2 separate regions of the Gossypium hirsutum genome follow, and region 1 is linked to region 2. Evidence: chromatin contacts called from public Hi-C data. All regions are on one chromosome and are shown on one strand. The core of a region is the stretch at or near the end of the contact, and the rest is flanking DNA. Distances in the headings are between cores, read along the strand shown. Region 1 holds the start of LOC107955191. Region 2 holds the start of LOC107955180 (protein trichome birefringence-like 30).

What was found. A called contact is a pair of places that touch in the nucleus more often than the background predicts.
Region 1: a contact with region 2 is called in a Hi-C map of leaf, with 2.3 times the contacts expected there. The contact joins the promoter of LOC107955191 here to the promoter of LOC107955180 in region 2. A contact is called at or near these places in 2 of 34 Hi-C or Micro-C datasets (both in leaf).

What each region holds. Positions count from the first base shown.
Region 1 is chrD04:13,838,662-13,841,588 of Gossypium_hirsutum_v2.1, forward strand. LOC107955191 reads left to right here and starts at 1,506. Exons shown (of 2, transcript XM_016890921.2): 1 at 1,506-1,728; 2 at 2,198-2,927. The coding sequence starts at 1,687. The coding sequence ends at 2,872.
Region 2 is chrD04:13,611,195-13,613,894 of Gossypium_hirsutum_v2.1, forward strand. It overlaps LOC107955180 (protein trichome birefringence-like 30), which reads right to left and starts at 1,353. Exons shown (of 5, transcript XM_041092012.1): 1 at 848-1,353; 2 at 526-618; 3 at 226-425; 4 at 1-110. The coding sequence starts at 883.

The DNA of each region.
Region 1 (2,927 bases), core at 256-2,755, 230 kb after region 2:
AAGTTTTCTCTCTTGTAAGTTTTCATCAGTAATATTTTACCACATAATTTTAATTGAGAACTTATCCTGAATATTATAGAGTTATACTCACAATTTTTAAAAAAAAACTTGCAACTTTAGGTGCATCCAACCATAATAAGCTTTAGATAGAATTATCACAATATGAGATTCATTACAAATAACTTTTAAACGTAATGCATTAACCATCACAAATTTTGTGCTTTTTAGATATTGATATATTAGCTCTTCTGGAGATTTCAACTAATTTTGTACTATCAAATATTGGAATAATATTTTTTTGTTTCATTAGTAAATAAGATAAATATTTTCTATCTGTAATGATAGAATTCCTCAAAGAATATTAACAGAAACAAAATATTTGGGCATACGCCACATATGTGGTCAATAATATTTCATATCAAATTGATAACATAAGTTATCTTTACCCTTTGAAGAGTTATCTTGAGAACTCTCATTGTTCTCTTATTTATTACTATGTTCCCACTTTTAGTGGTCCATGAGTATATCTTTTATTTTCTTTATGTTTACATTCACTTCGAGGAATGCAACAAATCTAATAGGACGGACTTATAAACATCCTAATAGATTCTTTATTTCATAATCACCATCGCAAACATGTGTGAGATTTCAAATCAAAATCTATCTAGTCATGTTGTCATGATTAGTCTCCAATTATAATAAACATGATATAATAAATAAAACATAGTAAAATATACCTGAAGATCTTTAACATCATTGTCATCACCTTAACTATTATCACGAGCATCCATTCTGAGATTGAAATCTTTCAACATCCTGAAGATGAAGTTGTAAGGGTGGAAGTTTAAGGTGAAAAGGAATTTGATTTGTGGGACGACTTCGAAAGATTTTGAAAAAATAGAGAATCATCGTGTTGATAACATGTTATAAAATAAAGAGAGATGGGGAGAATAAAGAATAAAGAAAATATGAAAGCAACAGAGAATGCGATTTATTAATCAAAGGGATGATTTACAATACTTCATCAGAGTCTCTATTTATAGGCATAAGAAGTATAAAAGAAGTAGATATCTAATTCTAATAACTATTAGAATTTAAAGTATATCAAACCTTTATATTGATCATGATGGACATCCACTTAATAAGATATTCATAACAATTTTATTTCTTTTACTTCTCAAATATTTTTTTAAAAGAAAGAAAAGTATAAGGAAAATAAATAATACAAGGAAAAGGAAAAGATTAAAGAAAGTTAAAAAGAAAACAAAATTAAATAGCTAAAAAAAGTATAGGGATTAGATGTGCAATTTGATCTAAAGTTTTCGTTCAAAATGATGATTTAACATAGCGGTTGATGACTAATAAGTGACAAAAAAAAGTTACAAATCAATAACCTTAGCGACCATTTCATAACAAATTTATATTTGGTGACCAAAACGTAATTTAAACAAAATATAAGTGACGATTTCTGTAGTTTACCCTTAAAAGAAAAAAGCCAAAGATCAGGGCGTGTCATTCACGCTCATTGAGAGGCGGTGGTGCTAGAATCAAACAGCTGATCTCTTTCGATTTCGTTACTTCACTTCATCGCCACATAATAAACACAGCGCGCCCTTCATCTGTAGATTTTTCTCTGATTTCTCAATTCTCAATTCTCTTCTATGGTGGTAGCCACCAAACCAAAGCATGGCTGTCTCTCTAAGTTCAGTCTTCGGGTTTAATTTAAAGGTGAGCAACTCATATCTATCTCTTGTTTCTTTATTATTCTTACTACTTTTGCTCTTAATGGGATTGGTTTCTTTTGTTTCCATAAAAGCTTTTTATGCCATATTTGGTTGTTTTTTTAAACTGGATTCTCATGTTTTCAGTAGTTCTAGCGATAAGCCAAAAAACCAAAAGTGGATTAATGCAAGAACCTGTTTTCTTAGCCTGATTTCCTTTTCCTTTATTTAATCTTAGTGGTGGTTTGGATGAATGATTGTTGATTTTAGCCTGTTTCATTTTCATATGTAAAAACTTGTCAAACTTTGTTGCCTTATATATTATATTTTGCTACACATTATAACATTATTCTGGTTACACTGCATATTCTGGCTTTGTATTTTCCTGCTGATAACATTCCATAATAGTGTTTTGATGGGTTTGAACTTTTTTTAATTTAGTTTTATGTCTATATATTTGCAATTCTGAATAGCAGTATGTCTCGAGATCCTGTATTGGAGGAGCTTCGGTTCTTAAGGCCAACCCCAGTGTATCTCCCTTTCAAATGTATGGCTCCGGGGGACTTGTACACCAAAAAAGAAGGGGATTATGTCTTTCAGTTGAAGACAGAGACCGACTAGTCGCGAATAGCAGCATAAAGGATTCTGGTGATGCTGAGAAGCTGGTTTCTGATGATCGAGTTTCAGCCCTGAATCCCCCATCATTGGATAATGAATCGCGCTCCCCTACCTCTGAGCCTAGTAATGGTTCAATGGTTTCTTCAACTCCGATGCAGGAGGCCTCATCACCTCCAAATATACAGTCCACAACAAAAAAAGTATCTCTAACGGCTAAAGAAAGATTAAGGGCAGCTCGGGTTCTAAGCCGTTACGCAGAGTCAAAGCTATCTAAATCAGAGATGGGAAGTAATGTACTGGATGCTATGAGGGAAAGTGATAAGGGGAAAAAGAGATCTCGGCTTCCCGAAGCGCCTACAAATTTGTTTGATGACAGCAAACGAGGAATGCCAAAGCAAGGCCTTACTTTTCAGTTTCCAGGGGGAAATGATCTCCTTGTAATCATCTTTTCGGTCGTTTTTATCAGCGCGGTAATGTTCACGACAACTTACATAGTATGGAAAGTTGGAGCCATACATTTTAATGAGTATTAAGATGAAGGGCAAGAATGAGGTACAAGGTCAAAAGTATTGTTGAAGATCACATGGC
Region 2 (2,700 bases), core at 103-2,602:
CTGAAGTTCTACTAGAATCAACATTTTCTTCCACCCATTTAGCCCATGATTTCAAAGCCCTCTCATATGCTACATTCTGATCAATGTCGACAGAATCCGTTGCCCCATTACTGAAAGATCCTTGCCTTTTAGGTCAGTTTTGAAGAAAGAATTGAGTGAAATTTTCTAGTATTTCAGAACCATATGTACTAAAGAATGTAAAAGACAACAAATGTAAGAACTTACAGAGCTTTCATAGTGGGGTACCTCCACCAAATATAAGTATTGAATATGAGATAATCCACATTTTTCCAGTTATCCCCGTGTTTTGAGATTGATTCAAGCTTGACTACAGGAACCACTGTGCCATACCTCATTGTTGGAGGGTCTACATTGGATTCAACCAGAAATGGTGCCCAGTAAAACTCCATTGTAGCATTGTAATCCTACACAGTTCAAACAAATTCTTTCATTTTTTTTTCTTAGTTATTTGTATGAAATCAATCAATGAGTTAAAATATTGTAGAAACAGTAGCAAGCAATTACCTCCATTTTAAAGACAGTGGTATAGCTTGCATAACTAAAGCTCTTCTTCTCTGGTGGGATAATAGATTGAACCATACAAACCATAGATAGCATCTGGTTCAAATTTATGGAGTCCCCAACAAACATTAGCCTCTTTCCTCTAAGTTTCTCCAGCAATAAATTTGCCTCAAACCTTAACCCAAAATTTTTAACTATTCAAGGGTTTATGGAGTAGCATATCGTTTCAAAATATGCAAGGAACAAGATACTTGAAGAAAAATGGAAGACTAAAAGAATGAATCTGAAAAGAATTACCAAGTACTTAGAGAAAGAAAGTATTTACTTGGGCAAAGAGCAGTCTCTGGGCTGCCATCTCCATTTCTGGTATAAAGACTCAGGCCTTCCATTCTTCAAGCAAGTCACCATGTCAGTAAGGAACTCACAGTTGTCTTCTTTGTATAAAGGGTGTGATGACCCATTATCAAAAACCCATTCTCCTGTGAAGATATCACACTCTTCTAATGGCGAAACAATCCTTTCATAGTCGCCATCGTCAGCTTTGTTTGTTTCTTGAAGTTGAACATAGGTTGAGTTTGAAGATTCCTGGAAGGGGTGTTGGTGTTTGAAATCTGGGAATGGAATGGTTTTCATGTATTGATTGTAACAAAAGAATGCAAAGAACAAAGTTGAAAAAGTTACAATGGTTAGCATGGGGAAGTAATTGCATCTTTGGGTCTTATCAAAAGGTCTCATTGTTACTGATTCTCTATCACTCTATCAGAGACTGAATTTCTGTTCTTGGGATTTTATCTTCTTCTTTATCTGTTTTTAACTTCCTTTTTAATAGGTATAAGTCAACCTCCCATTTGTTAACTAACAACAGCTTCCGTTACTGTTTCTTTTTCGTTTTTATTTTTTTTAAGGGTAAGAATAAAGATTGTACAGGATCGAATTTAGAATGCCTGAACTTTTTACCACCCACAATTTTTTCTTACCTTGCTTGATGTGTTTTAACCAGTAATGTTGATATTTACTGGTTTATCCATTAAATTAATTTTCGTTGGTTTCATTAAAAAATGTGGCAAATCAAACAACCAACTAATTTTTACGATTAGACACGCTAATGTTGTCACTGTATGGGTGCTGATCCGGATTAGGTGCCCCCGGTTGCTGTTTTCGATCGGGTTGGGGTGGCTCCCAGCCTCCCCCTCTTATGGGGTCTTGGTCTGATTATTAAGCAAGGCTTTCAATGAAAACGAAAGTCGATTAGAAACAGGGATTTATGCATTAATATTTTCATTAGTGGCTAATGTCTAAGTGATCGGTGATGATTCCTTTTTTTTCTACTTTATGGGGTTTGACAGCATATGTTTGAGATCTTGATGATTGGCAACCATTGTGTTGGACAATACGCCATTGTTGTTCTATCTCTAATTACTTTTCTTCTTCAAAAAGAAATCTCTTTTTGTCAAAAAGAATATATATTAGATGAATTTTTACCTTGGTTACTTTTATTAATAAAAAAACTTAAATTTAAGATTACTTAATTGATTATTGGATATATTATATTATCTATTATTTGATTATTAGATAATTTTTATTGTTTAATTAATAAAATGTAAAAGAATACCGACTTTAAAATTTATAGAATAGTCAATCGAGTTATCATTTTTTTGTTTTTTTAGTCCAAAACCGTTAAAACATTAATATGGCCGTTAATTTGATTGATTTGCATCTTAAAAAATATTGGGACTTTTAGTCATGTTTGAGCTGTTGAGTGGACAACAATTAATGGATTTCAATTTCTTTTAACTTTTAGAATGGCTAAATTAGATTCCTTATCATGTTATGCTTTATAGTGGTATCAAAACCTATAAAATTTAACTACTCATAAATTTATTTTAGGTTTAAATTATGCAAAAAAATACATTGAGAAAAACGATTAACATTTTAACATTTACTGAATTAATATTTGATTAACTCAAAACATCAACTTTGTTAATATATATACTGTTGTAAAATGTACATAGAAAAAATTTAAAAAGAAAAAGGAACCGAATATTTTGACTATTTTACCAAAAAAAGCCCTTTTTTTTCAATATTTACCGAAATGGGCCGATTTTTTAATTATTTATCGAAATGAGCCATTTTCCGCGAAATCGCGTCCACGTCAGCGCGACCTGCTGACATGGACAC